2 separate regions of the Mus musculus genome follow, and region 1 is linked to region 2. A link is a contact called in public Hi-C data. All regions are on one chromosome and are shown on one strand. The core of a region is the stretch at or near the end of the contact, and the rest is flanking DNA. Distances in the headings are between cores, read along the strand shown.

Region 1 (7,241 bases), core at 3,940-6,439, 38 kb before region 2:
GATGGTTCTGCTTCTGTCTGGTCAGTGTCCCTGTTTGGTTTTTTATCAGTAATTCAACTAAGCAAGATGAATAACTGGAAGCAGCCAGGAATGACTATACTGGTTACCTTGGAAGAAACTTGGTGTTACCAGCAGAAAACTGACATTCCCCCAAGACAGGTGAGGGGATGGCAGAGAGAGAGAAATGGAACGGGCAGTAGGGAGAAGGCGGTAGGTAAATTTTACATAGGCAACGCTAGTCTAGGAGCCGTGAGACTTTGGGCAGGGGCTGAGAGAGCCCAAAAAATGAGGGACCTCATTTTTGTTTCCAGATTGGGATTTCTAACAGACTGTTATGTTTTCAGATTTTTAAAGTATTAAACTAATGAGTCTTAGGACTAGCCGAGCTGTGTCACATTCTCACCCTGTGTACCTAGGTCCCTCAGTGAAAACATGGCGGCCATGTTCCTATTCTACAAACCCTTACACATATTTCCTGAGCTTCCAGAATTTAAACAACCTTACATTTCTCAAGAAAGTACACCTTTAATAGTTCAGTTTATCTTCCTGATAAGATCCACCACAAGAAGACCCGCAGAGTCCTGGGTGCATAGGGGGCTCACAGAGGCTGAACCACCAACCGAAGAATATACATGGGCTGAACCTAGGCCCCCTGCACATATGTAGCAGATAGATGTGCAGCTTGGTCTTCATGTGGTCCTCTAACAATTGGAATGAGGGCTTACCATGACCCTGTAGCCTGCCATTGGATCCCCTTCCCCTAGCTGGACGGCCTTGTTGGGCCTCAGTTGGAGAGGATGTGCCTAGTCTTGCTGCGACTTGATGTCTCAGGGCGAGGTGGTACCCAGGGAGGGCTTCCCCATCTCTGAGGGGTAGTGGGAGGATGGTTTTGTGAGAGTGGGGCTGGGAGGAGCGGAGAAAGAGAATGGGGCTGCCATCGGGATGTACAGTGAATAAATAGATAATGGAGGGAAATAATGACCCAAAAGGTTAGTGATGCTGAACCAGTGCACTCATTAAGCTGTCTTCCCTCACTTGCAGATTTGTATCGGTTTGATCCTAACCTAATCTTACAAATTGAGTGATGTTTATTACAATCTGCTTCTTCCTATAATGAGTTGTGTGGAGCCACAGGACTTAGCATCTACACAGTCCATGATGACGGCCCGTGAGCTGGAGAAGACGCATCTGCAAATTAGAAAACCTGTTTCTCCCTCTGATTTCACCTTTCTCCAGCAAAAGCAAACCGCTGCTGCAGTCGGTCTCACACGCAGGAATCGTGCACAGGGGATGTCAATCACCCAGACTTACACAGAAAGAAAAACAGCATGGTTTTAAGATGCTTAGCCATTACATAGATTAATTAGCTTCCCACTCTTGTGACACACTTCAAATCAGTGGGTTTCCGAGGCCCACCCAGGAGGCGACAGCCTGTCCTAAGCAGATCACAGGCGTGTTCAGTAGTGGACTTGACGTCCTCCAGATGGTGGGGAAGGGTGCTGTTCTTGGAGTGCAGGCAGAGACCTGTTGGTGCCAGTCAGTCCTCATCCAAGGGGGAAAAGTCGCAGGCACTGTGCTTACAGCAGGACCCAAAGTTAGGGATCCAACGACCCTTCTTCAAAACGCCAAGCATACATAAAAGCTGAGGAAGTTGAAGCCAATTGTTATCTGTAACAATTGATCTAGAGCCCTTATTTTAAATAAACTGGTCCTAGAGGGGTGTGTAGAATAAAGTGAACGGGTGCTTCATTATTCAGCCTGGGTTCCACCATAGAACTCTTCATGTAGTCCAACAGGGCTTCAAACTTGTAATCTTCCTGTCTCAGCTCCCAGATGCACCAAATTACAGAGCACACCCCCACAGCAGGCTTAGAGATAGTGTGAATGAGAAAGCAACCACCCCTCAACTCTGTACCAACTCAGCCAGTCCCCCTCCCTCACCTCCTGCCGCCGCCGCCCACCGCAGCGACTAGACTGTGACTAGACTCTTGTGGCCCAAGCTCATCACCTACCTCCCTTGCCACTGAGTCACATGGCTTGAGTATGAAGATTCAAATGAGGATGTCTGTTATAGGTGTTTCCACTCCTGAAGTGTGAAAACGCGTCTGAAGATATACCACTTACTGTTACCAGGGGGGGAGAAGCCCAAACACGAGTCTCCAGCCTCGCACATGAGGTCTGACAACAGTACTTAGCAGAACACTGTAAAAGCTCCGGATGACTGGGTGTTTAAACTGAGTCCTGTATGCTGAGTAAGCTGATCCTCTCTGAACTCTTCACACGCTGTCTCTCTCAAGATGGCCAAGCTACAGATTTTGACTTAAAAAAAAAAAGTGAGGCCTTCCAAAAACAGTTGCACATCAAATTTTAAAGCTGGGAAATTGAAATTTATAGTCAGCTTCTCAAAATAACAACGATAAAATATTTCGTGACTTTTTCTTTTGGATACGGCCTTTTTTTTTTTTAACACACTTCCTCAAATTCTGTGAAATTACCTGCTCTTTCAAAGAACGGCCAATAAAAGAAGTATTTCAGATACTCTTCTGTTTATTTGTTGAGAGAGCCTTATTATGTATCCCTGGCTGGCCTGGCACTCACTCTGTAGCTGAGGTTAGCCTTCAACTCACTGAGATTCACCTGCCTCTGCCTCTTGGGTGCTGGGATTAAAGGCAAATGTGGCCTTACCTGACTCATTTAAACTCGTCTAAGCCATTGGTGGAATTGCACAGTAGTAAACTTTTCTATACAAATTCCCTACAAACTTATTTCACAGAAACTGAACAAAAAATAACAGCAATATGCTTGTCTTTCTTTTACTGAAGAGATGTTTATATTTCTGGTGCATTGTTCCCCCATTACCGCTGTTGGTCACTCAAACAGAATCCAACTTTTCCCACTTTGGAACAGAATCGATGTCACAGAAGTTCTAAAGACACACCGCAACCCAGTCAAAGCGACGCTGCCGCTGTCTGGGTCAAGAATTCAAGGAGGACACAACTTTCTCCTGGGCACTGCAAAATAGAACCACCCCACTCTCTCTCAGCACAGCCTCCCCTGGGCCTGTGGGGAAACAGCTCTGTGGCCTTTCTCAAGACAAAGCCCTAACTCAGCTTGCCCTCCCTCCCCCCACCCCTCCCCTCCGCCTTTTCTCTGCCCCTCCAGTTAGAGATCTGCCCTCTCATTAGAACCCGCCCACACACACTCTCCGTTCAAATATACTTCAGCTCCAATGTTTCTTGAGCTATGAAGGCCCAACCATCCTCCATTTAGATAATCTAAATTCTAGGCCAAGTCCAGATCGAAAGCTCACTTTGCCGTGAAATAAATATTCCTTGATGCCGCTGGCAAATGCGACTCAACATTTATTTGTTGTACCATCAAGTGTTTGGGCATGCTGATATTTAAGATCTTAAGAAGATCCCATTAGGGCTACAGACATATCCTCCCACTGTCTCCCTGCCCCACCCACCCACCTGATGCCCAAGTGCACCCAGTGGTAGCAAAGGAAATATCTGCCGAACAGAGGAACACGTTTTTTGAGAGTTAAAAGTGGCTCTACAGAACAGACCATCTCAAAGACGGGAACAACCTTGGAAGTCCTCAGAATCAGTCTAGTATTGAGTAGAAATCCTTCCAACCCAAAGCAAAGGCATAAATCAGGTGTCTGCCTATGAGTGATCCTAGAAACAAAATCACCTTTTTAAAAGTACTGCCTAATAAATTCAAAACACAAACTCTATCGGCCAACTAAGTTTCATGACAGATTTTCCAACTTAGTTTAACGACAGATCTTTCTATCAAAACCATTTGGAGCTGTTATTACAGCAACGTTTACAGCATTTCAGCTGTGTTCAAGGATTATGAGGAACATCTATGAATTCGCTTATTTCACCTTTGACAGAAGGACAGGAAGACACAGGCCTGCTGAAAGCAGTGAATGACAAACTCAGTTTGGAAGCTCAAGCGCATAAATGCACACTTTGGTATGTGACCTCACTACGTGTATAGTGTCACTAAAAAATATGCCTACTGAACTTCAAGACGTCAGAACACGGTCCCTGGTATCGTCATGGACGGTAACAGGCCAGTTTGCTATGCTTTCTCCTATACCAGGTGAACGACCTAAAACTGGGTTACATCAAGATTAAAACATCGTTTATTCAAGTAAGGCCATAAAAATGACTGGAGACCTACAAAGATGTCTAGAGAGAAATAGAATTAACCACAGCACACTCCATCACTGCACTAGCTTCTTAAAGAGAAGCCTTCTGGACAAATTTCAGCAAACCTCAGCAACCAATTACTGAGTCAGAAAACTTGATTCCACAGAACAATGCACACACAAAGGCAGGATTGTAGAAAAGGACATTCAGAGCCTGCCTATGATGATTACTGGGGGGAAAACAAAACGTTAAGAAAAACTTAAGAAATCAAATTTGAATAACCAACTGTTTTCAAGCGCTTGCTCATATTGCTACATTCTATGTATTTTTATAAGGCAACTTAGACCCTTCTGGTTACAAAACGAAGTGTAAATAAACTTTGCTTTCGGATGTAATCGAGCGTTTGGGTTTTTGTTGTTGTTGTTGTTTGTTTTTTTAATAAAGTGAAATGTTTACCCCTGCATATGTTTTAAAGGTTATAATGAAGTTACAACTTTAAATCTGAAAAAAAAAACTTTTAATCAATTTAATTCTTTTAATATCGCAAACTCCTTCAAGGCTGTGGTAAAGCTACAAAGTTTTCCTGGAGCCCTCTAGTAAGGGCAGGCGACTCTAACACTATTTCTAAGTGGACTGGCAGCGGGAGTTCGTTCCGGGAAGTGGCGGCGGGGAGCGGCGCTGGGGTTACAGCGCTTGGGGACACCTGGCAGACGCGGGCCTCCGCTACCGCCCCGGGGCAGCCGGTTCCCAGGCCCTGCGGGCACCAGCGGGCTCGGTCCCCCGAGGCGGCAGGACAAGCTGAGTTACTCACCGAGCAGCGACACGAGCAGCCAGGACGCCGGAGCGGAGCGCCGCCGAGTCATGCCGGAGCCGCCGGGGGAGCCGCCGTCCGCCGGGCTCCTGGGCGGCGGGGTGCAGCGTGGGACCAAGCGGGACACGGGAGCGCCGAGGCCACTCCGCTCCGCCGAGGCTCGGGGCAGGCTCGGGCGTCCCGGGCTCGCCGGCCGCCGCGGCCACCACCAGCCGCCGCAGCCACTCCCCCCAGCTCCCGCCAGCTCTTCCCCAGCCGGGGGCTCGGCACCGCCTGCCCACTCGCCGAGCGGTCTCCAGGGCAACCGCGACTCCAGTGCGACGCCTAGTGGCCAGCCGCAGAATGCACAGAACTCAAGGCTGGCGCGGCCAGGCCACCTGCTCTGGTCCCCATGAAACCTGCAAGGACAGGTTGAACCTAAAACCCCAAAGTGGCTTCCCTCAGATCCAACTCGTCTTTCTTGGCTGAAGTTTTCAAACAGTCCCTACTCTGACCATTTTAGTCTCTCCTGAAAACCATTTAATCTATCTGAAAGAACCTTAGGAGTCTTTTAGAAGACAGGAAGACCTTTAGGAAAGTTAACCTGTCCAAGGGATGAGTTCCCTTATTGTAGTCCAGTGCAGAGTCGTCAGCCCTGAAACCATATACAAACAACAAAAAACCGGATTGCATCTCCATAGATGGATGGATGGATGGATGGATGGATGGATGGATGGATGGGCAGACAGATAGATATGCATACACAGGCATGTGTAACTAAAAAAGAGGTTAATAACTTGAGAATGGGGAGAACACGGGAGGAGTTTTAAAAGAGGGTATGGCTGGGAAGAGATGGAGGGAAGAGACCAAAGGAAAGACAAAAGTGATGTAATGCTATTTCAATTAAAACCAGGATGATCTAAAATGCCTGACCTTTCCATCTAAGCCTCCCAAGCCCTGGGATTACAGGCCTGCAGCCATGCTTGTCATCTTCCAATGTCTTAAGTGATTCCTCACCAAGCTCACGTTTCCTTAGACTGCTTTTTAACACCGAGTACTGTCTTGCCTTGACTGTGGCACCTGTGTCTTCGATGGATGTTTTTACCTTTTGCTTGTTTGCTCTGGTTAGACTGAAGAGGCCTTCATAACATTTGAAATGCTTTTACTTATTTGAACAGCATTACCCACCCATCCTTTCCCAATTTAGTTTCTGTTTCCTCCTACAGCCCGAAGTCATTTTCTGCTTCCACACCCACACTGAGCCTTGGAGTTTTGAGGACCTACCTGCCCATGAACCTCCCAGACATGAGATCAGATTCTGAACAGCTTAGATTAGAACTCCTGTAGCCCTTCAGAATTCTGAACCCCGACACCTCACAGAACCAATTTTGCCAGGACAACTCAGAAACAATAGTATACTCAGGAGCATGGCAAATGTAGAAAACAATGTTTTAAAGAGAAGTATATTTGCACAATGATTTAAGGCTGTGTAGGAAAAACAAAAATATCAAGAAAGTAGAATTATAAAACTAATTTAAATATTGAAATGTTATATTTTGAAGAAGAAGAAAAAAAGGAGAAGTTTTAAAATGCCAATCACTAGAGCACTGAGAGAGGAACACTTGGTTTTTGCAGAAGACCCGAGTTCTGTTCCCAGTACCCACGTGGTGGCTCACAACCATCTGTGATCCAGTGTCCTCTTCTGACCTCTGAAAGAACCAGGCTCACATGTGGTGTGTATACAACTGCCGGTCCAGCATGGCCTTGGTGGGGGCAGAATGACAAGGTTCCTGCCCCTAGGACAGGGCCACCAGGCACCAGTGTCGGTGGCTGCTGTGAGCCTGGGGCTTGAATGTATAATAATGTACAAATTTTATGTTCCTCCTTTAAGTAATGTCCTTCCTGTTAACATTAATGACTCCATGATAACCAGAGACATCGAGAGTCAAGGAGGCAAAGGTATAGCTAATGTCTTAGCAAAATGATAAAAACTGGACCCTTCAGGCTGTGGGAAAAGACTCTTAAAAACATGGATTAGAAAATATGTAATTTCTCAACTATGCAAAAATATAACAATGCAATATGAATTGTATAAGGGGCTTTGCAGATCTAAAGGGACAGAGGCAGCTACAGCATGAGCCAGCTTGTCAGAAAGATACTAAGACAGGCAGATACAAATGTAGGCAGATTCCTGAGTCCAGGATCAGCCTGAGACAGAACAAATTTAGGTCCAAGTGTGCTAGAAATGGGTAACTTCAAGACAGCATCTCACCCAGCTAGCTTTTCAG
Region 2 (7,858 bases), core at 1,596-4,095:
AACCCTGTTTCTCTCTTCCCACTGGCTCCTTTTGCTTCCCAAGTGCTTCTCCCTCTATTCACAAACTCTCTACATGCTTAGCCAACTCTGCAATCTTCTCTAACATAAGACAATTTTCAACTTTCCCCCTAATCTTTTTCAAGTGCATATATGTGAAAACCATGAAACAAAACCAAAAGGAGAAAAAAAAAAAAAAAAGAAGACGAAGAAAACCTTCCAGGAACAAGGTAGAAGACCACCCAGGGCCATATTTTGCCATCCTCCGTAAAGAACTTTGCTAGCCCCTCATAACCTGACCTTTCTTCTACCACATTCAGAGAAGAATTACCCGTTATGCCTAAACCACATTGGGCACCACCTGTAGGCTTAGGTTTTTTTTAAACCTACTTTTAATATGTGTTCTCAAACACTTCGATCCAGAAACTTCCACTTCAATTCTTAGATAGTGAAATACTGAAAGCAGAACCAGCTAACTACAGAAAGGCCCAAATCAGGGTCGAGGTGCCTAGTTTTCTTGCAGGGCTCTGACTGCAGAAGAGCTTACCAGGAAATTTGATAAGGTAGCAGGTCTGAGACCCTGGAAACTTGGGTACACACAACTAAGATGGTAGGTGCCTCCCTGATCCCTACCAGGTTCCTGGCCTGGAACACATGTGTGTCACACTCCCCACATCAGTAATGTAGCCCAGAACAGAGTTCTCCATGCTAATGAGGTCCCTAGAGGCCCTGAGGGTTTAGCAATAAGTTTCCCTTCCTAGGCATTCCTCCCTACAAAAGGTATTTAATCTCTGGTTCACTCTGAGAAGTTGGTATGCATCCATTTTCCACAATGAACAATCAATAAACAGTTTGGAACCAAGGACTGTCTCTTCCTCCAAACTACTGTTGGGGAGCATGGAGAAGGTCTTTGCACACAGAGCCACATTACCTAAGTCTTTCATAGAAGGCCTCTCTGTACTTCCATACAACTGCTGCTACCTTCACAGATGAGCTAAACTGGAGCTCCCAGCCCCAGCCCAGGGCTCAGCCTGAGGGCCCCCAATGGCCCTGGCCACATTCCAGTCCAAAGCCCTGTGGACCCCCAGTACTTAGTTTCTGACTTCTCTGTGTGGCTTTCTAGTGGCAACTAGATTCTCAGGAGTAATACTGGCTTTGGCTTCCTACATCTCACACTGCATTTTGTGAATCCCTGATTGGTGTCTTGCCACTTCCCTAAAGCCCAGCACCCAATGGGCATGCCCAACAGTGAACCCACATACTTTCCCCTCACCCCAGAATGGAGGACACATGGGTGACGATGACTCCTCACTAGCTTCTAACCACAGAAAATCCTTACATTGAATGATGGATCTTATGTATGTCACAATGAAATTGTCCCCTACTTACAGTCTCCTGGTAATGCACTTGATCTATGAGATGATTGCTGCCATTAAGGTCTGAAGAGATAAAGGAAACTCAAAGCCCCATCACCATTACATTGTCAAAGTCATAGAGAGAGCTAGAAAAGTTGGTGTGGACACAGTAATGTGACCTGGGCTCTAAGAATAAGCAAACATCTGTATCCCAAAGGTGAGTTCAGACACACATTGCTATTGTTTAAAAGTCATCTTATTTGTGTCAGCCATTATGTGTGTGTATATATCTACTATAATAATATAATATAATCTATACTTTATCATACCGTTTGATGATTTAGAAGTTCATGGAACTAGTCTGCTAGCTGTTTAAAGGGTAGTGATATATCCAAAGGACACAGGACATTATTGTGCTAATAATGGGAAGCTTGATACAAATCCACTCAAATCCAGTCCTCTTTCCATTCATGTCTATTGTATTAAGTGGTTTGGGGTCTTAAAGTAGCCATTAGGAATGAGCCATGATGAGGCTCAGCAGTTAAGGATGCTGGCTATACTCATGAAGAACCACAGTTCAGTTCCCAGCACCCAAGTCTAGCAGCTCACAAGCACCTGTTACTTCAGCTCAAGATCTGACACCTTCCTCTGTGGATACACACATGCACATGCACATACACCTAAGTAAAAACAATTAAATACAATCTTTTAAAAAAAAGCCATGAATATAAAAGCCTCCACAGTAGCCCCTTAATTATTTGGCTACTGTAAATGTTTGGTATAATTTGACATATGACACTTAAAGCTACTAAGTAGATTTTATACTGTGATAAGTTATACAGGATGTAACCAAGGACTACACATGGCCCCAGCTGCTTATGCAGAAAAGGACTGCCTTGTCAGGCATCAATGGAAGGAAAGGTCCTTGGTCTTATAAAAGCTCAATATATGCCCCAGTGTAGGGGAATTGAGGGTGGGAAAGCGAGAGTGGGTGGGAGGGTGGGTGGAAGCAGGGGGTAGGGGGATGGGATAAGGGATTTCTGGGAGGGGGAAAACTGGGTTAGGGGGTAATACTTGAAATGTAAATAAATTTTTAAAAAAACTTATGAGGGATACAGATTTCTCCATATATGGTTCTGACAGAGCAATTGGTGCCATAATCTGTTTTCTGTCATCAATGAAGCTGAGCAAAACTGCACACTATCTGGTTAACTTTAATCTTACTATCAAAGTCAAATTCAATGACGTGAATTAAATAGTTGCACTTTCTATCAGAACTTCAAAACTGAGGCTACAGAATTTACACAGCATTTCCCATAGACTGCCTTGTCATTTGCTAGGCTTTTGTGCACATAGATATTTCACTGTTTTAAGAGAGGCATTTTGTGTTCCAACACTAGGTTATAGTGAGGAGAAACCCCACCCTATGGGCTTCAGCTGTCCATGGACATGAAGCCCGCCCGAGAGGCTCACAATCACAGTGAGTCACTCCACGACTTCCAGTTCATCACTGTCATTTCACAGTTCTCTGGGAGGAGGAAACTTTCCCTGGCCTGGAAGATGTTGAGAGAAAAATGAGTTTAACATGTTGTCAAGTCCATAAGCCTGGGAGAATTCTTACGATCCCAAGACATACAGACACGTCAAGACCAATTTGAGTAGCACAAGCTCTGTCACGCTGCTCTCCTGGATGACTGTGCTTTGAGGAACTGCAGCAGGTGCTAAGTACAAGCATGGCTCTTTCCATCTTATAAGAAGTAAAACCACACAATAAAAGAGAATCTGGGTAGGTACTTTTGGTAGTTGGTGGTCCTATCTTTCTACATCAATTAATCAAGATAATCCCCCACAGACTGATCTCCCAGGTAATTCTAGAGCCAGTCAAGTCGATAATTAGCACTAACCATTCACAGCATGAAAAAGCCCTACCCTATGCAGTCATAAGTCAGAAGATTTTATTTTTTTTTAAAAAGTTGTATTAAGATACTCTTCAACCATCATGATACATTCAATTAAAATGTATGACAAACGGGCTTGACCATATTTGTAGAGTTGTACGACTGTCACCACAATGAATCAGAACATTTTCCTCGCCCCCAAATTAACCTCACATTCATCGGCAGTCACTTGCCTTTCTCGAACTACCTCTTATCCCCAGATAACCACTAACCTATTTTATTTATAGAGTTGGCTTCATAGGACACTTCACACTAAAAGAACACACTCTGTGCCAGACTAAGCTAAAACAACAGTCCTATCTCACATTCCACTAGTCATGTGTAAGAGTTCTCATCTCTCCATCTTCCGAAGCCACTTAGAACCACCCTGGTTGTAGCTTTCCTGGCCTAGGTGATGTTTCTCTATGGCTTTAACTTTCCCTTATCCTGATTCCTATGACACTGGGCATCTTTTAAAATACTTTCTGGAAGTTTCCACATCTTTGGAGAAATTATTATTATTATTATTATTATTGTTATCATTATCATTATTATTATTGTTATCTTATTCCTGTCCTTTGCCAAATTTTTAATTGGGTTGTCTTTCCAGGTCCTTTTATCATATGTAGTCACAGCAACTCTTGATATATTCTGGATATCGGGCCTTATCAGCTAAATGATTTGCAAATAATCTCCCCATGTATTGTGGGTTATCTTTTCATTTGCTCCATACTATCTGTTGATGTAGTTGAAAGGGAGTGTGACTCAGGTAGTACGTATGCTCAGTAAGCATGGAGACTAGAATTCAGTCTATAGGAACACAAAACAACCCACAAATACTTTTAGTCCTGGTGTAGACAACTTATCTATTATTTCTTTTGATGCCTGCACTTTTGGTGTTGTAGTTAAAAGTTCAAGGCCATCCTTGGCTATTCAATAACTGAAAGAAACAAGAGGGAGGAGGAGAAAAGAGAAAAGCTGGGGAGAAGAAGCACCCTCTAATCTGAGTTCATGAGAACATGGACTTCTTGACCTGAGTTTTAGAGCTTTTACTTTCTGAGATAGGACCCTTATCCACAGGTTAATCTTTGCATGTGTTGTGGCATAGGAGTCTAGTGCCATTGCTGTGCATGGTGCTATCCCAGCTGTGAGAGGCTCTCTTTAAAGACTATTCTTTCTCTAGCTAACATTTGGCAGCTTGATAAAGAATTAGACCACATGTATGTGCACATTTTAAATGTCTGTCTCCATGCCAGATCCACTCCAGCTTGGTCCTTATAACTTTATAGGAAACTGTGAAATCCATTAGGGCACTCTCTTTTTCAGGGTTTCATTGGTTATCCTGGGTCTCTGGGATATTTGTATGGATTCTAGGACCCACTTGTTGATTTCTGTCCCCAAAACAGACTTTTGAGAGAGTGGGCTGGGATTCTAAGTCAACTGGGGAGTATTACCATTTAAAGAGTTTTAAGTCTTTTGAATTATAAACACAAGATTTTTTTTTGTTAGTTAGTTAGCTAGCTAGTTAGCTAGTTTTGCAACCCTTCAGAAAATACAATTTTTTTTACAGGAATCAGAATTAAGATGCTCTAGAACACTTGCAAAGATGGAAAGCTGTCTGCAGTCTGTCCTTCTCCACAATGCCTGGCTCTTGTGTTCCTTACAGCAAGCTCACTGTATTTATTCTGAAGAGGCCACTGTACCTTGCAGTCAATGATCCTCAACCAAGAACATTATCAAGTTTAATAAGACTTTTAAAACAGGTCAGAAACTATTGAAAATCAAAATTGAGATTTGAGCTTGAGTACAGCTGCCTCCAAAGTGTGCATTTTCCCCATTACCACCCTTCGGGTCAGGAGTCCTTGGGTTTGACTGCCTGGATGCCAGCTCATGTTTAAGAGTTATAGACCAACTAAGTAACTACTTAATCCATTGAATTGAACATTTGTTTCCTTAGATTCTTTCTCTTTTTTTTTTACTTTTTTTTATTGGATATTTTCTTTATTCACATTTCAAATGTTATCCCCTTTCCTGGTTTCCCCTCCTCCCGGAAACCCCCTATCCCATCCTCCCTCCCCCTGCTTCTATGAGGGTGTTCCTCCACCCACCCACTTCCACTTCCCCACCCTTGATTCCCCTACTCTGAGGCATCTATCAAGCCTTCATAGGACCAAGGACCTCTCCTCCCATTGATGCATGACAAGGCCATCCTCTGCTATATATGCAGCTGGAGCCATGTGTACTCTTTGTTTGATGGCTTAGTCCCTGGGAGCTCTAGAAGGTCTAGTTGGTTGATATTGTTCTTCCTATGGGCTTGCAAATCCCTTCAGTCCCTTCTCTAACTCCTCTATTAGGGACCCCAAGCTCAGTCCAATGGTTGGCTGTGAGCATCTGCCTCCATATTTGTAAGGCTCTGGCAGGGCCTCTTAGGAGACAGCCATATCAGGATCCTTTCAGCATGCACTTCTTGGCATCTACAACTGTGTCTGGCTTTGGTAACTGTTTATGGGATGAATCCCCAAGTGGGACAGTCTCTGGATGGTCTTTCCTTCAGTCTCTGCTCTACACTTTAGCTCCATATTTGCTCCAGGAACACTCCTCCATTGTTGGTGGGATTGCAAACTGGTACAACCACTCTGGAAATCAGTTTGGTGGCTCCTCAGAAAATTGGACATAGTACTATCTGAGGACCCAGCTATACCCAGGACTCCTGGGCATATACCCAGAAGATGTTCCAACATGTAATAAGATTCTTCCCCACTTAAATTGAATTCCTAGCTTTGCTAAGACTCTCTCGACCTGCTGCCTCACATGTAAACCCTGGGAACTTCTTTCCATTTTTGCGGGTTCTCAATGCAAAGCTGTTGAAGCTTCAGTTCCCCTCATAAGGAATCACCATGGGGAGCCTTGTCCCTGTATTCTTAACTATTCTGTTTCTATTAATACTCACAGCAGCATTCAGGTTTTAATAATAACACAATTCTGTGGCACCTCTCATCTTGCTCAAGAAAAAAAAAAATTAGACATTTGCAAACTACAGCCTTCTACCAATCAATATGACAGTGTGGGAAAAAAAGCAAGTACTGTCTCCACAATTTTCCAGAGCCAGCTTTCTCTTCTCTCCTTTCTTGTTAAAAGTCGGAGGTCTTCTCTCCTCACAAATAACACTGAAGAGACAAAGACCAGCGAGGAGGAGCCGTTGCTTGAGATGGTATATTTTTAGTCATTTTGATTAAATTATGGAGATGTGAAGTTGATAATTTATTGAAGGGGAACAGGGAAGTCTATGTAAATGTTTGCAGATGAATAATTAATGTGACTTTCCGACATCACTAGGCCTTTAATTAGAGTCACTGTAAAACAAAGCAAGAACCAAAGAGCACAATTATTACTGCGGCTAATTGTAACTTTCCTAAGTAGCATTTCAGAGTCTCCGCTTAATTTGCATCTTTAAGGGATGTCAGACCATACCTAGGGTGGCACTTGCTTTTTATCCCACTTTAACTGTTTGTTTCCCTGCAGACCAAAGTCTATCAATACATTAATGATTTTTTTCCTGCTAAAAGTATTATCTAGGAAGTTTAGGATTTGTGTATTTTTTTTTTACGTACTAATTTTTATGGCAATGTTGTTTGTGCCACTTGGCTGCTGAGAAGGTACAGTGATTGACTGCACAAAGATTCAAAGAACGAGGTGCATCGTGCCACCCGCTGTCTGAGGCCCTTGATGAAGCCCCAGGCTGAGATGTTCTGCATCTCTCAGGTCATTCTCCATTGTCTCTCTTCCACTCTCTGTTCATCTTCTTGCTCCATTTTTTTCTCAGGTTCTTTCACTTATTGTTAGTCATCTCTAAGCACTCATCTCTTTTTCCCCCAAACTTGGAACTCAGCAGCAGCACTTTATTCCTTTAACCCCCAAGAAGCTGACTCAACATGTCCGCGGCCTTGATAGTTAAAACCCAGGTTTCTTGTCTTTAGCGGTGGTCGTTTTCTGGGGTCCGACATCTTATGAGAGAAGGGTGGTTCTGAACGACTGGGAGGTCCTCTGGCTCAGAGTCTACAACTCATTCAGTACCCTTGACTCTTGTGCGCTGACTCATAGTTTCTGACATAAACAGCAAGACCCAAAGAAGGGTTAACGTGAAGTGGATAAATAAATAATTCATAGCGAGAGATAGAATATCCAAGGGCATTTATTCATCAGCTAATCAACATGATCACCTTCTGAGAGAGAAATAAAATTAGGACCAGAAGGCTGTCTAAATACAATCAGAAAATAATCTTACGAGGCTTTAAGGGCTGTTCGTATAAAGCTGGAGCATCCTGGAAATTTTTCTCATTGGATACAGAGTGTGGTAGGGGGTGTGCCAGCCAAGCTAATGATGAAAGAGTTAGATGCCAGAAAGATGGGCTGTGCAAACAGAGTTCTCCCAGGTTTTAGAATCTCTACTGAATCAGAAAAAATGAAAATTAAAACAAAACCAACAAAACCCAAACAACTAGATAGCAAAGTCAAAAGCAAAAACACAAGACGTTTATGTAAAAGTTAAATCATATAGCATATTCCCGC

What was found. Hi-C and Micro-C count contacts between places; a contact is called where the count stands out from the background.
Region 1: a contact with region 2 is called in a Hi-C map of the C2C12 cell line, with 2.8 times the contacts expected there. The contact joins the promoter of Igsf11 here to the enhancer-like site in region 2. A contact is called at or near these places in 4 of 39 promoter capture datasets (cranial neural crest, hippocampal neurons, liver and 1 more), 19 of 484 Hi-C or Micro-C datasets (the C2C12 cell line, Sertoli cells, cerebellum and 12 more), 3 of 115 datasets of contacts at active chromatin or transcription factors (extraembryonic endoderm stem cells, neural progenitor cells and trophoblast stem cells) and 1 of 9 other capture datasets (adipose tissue).

Annotation. Positions count from the first base shown.
Region 1 is chr16:38,900,293-38,907,533 of GRCm38.p6, reverse strand. It overlaps Igsf11 (immunoglobulin superfamily, member 11), which reads right to left and starts at 5,189. Exons shown (of 7, transcript NM_170599.2): 1 at 4,975-5,189. The coding sequence starts at 5,026.
Region 2 is chr16:38,859,503-38,867,360 of GRCm38.p6, reverse strand. All of the region lies in intron 3 of Gm15802 (a long non-coding RNA gene), which reads right to left. Among named protein-coding and RNA genes, the nearest start is that of Gm15802, 35 kb to the right of the region's middle. Within about 2 kb of position 2,845, at least 2 of the 459 cell types and tissues checked have an H3K27ac peak or open chromatin away from gene starts, as enhancers often do. A contact at or near this core is called in the C2C12 cell line, where this site is marked.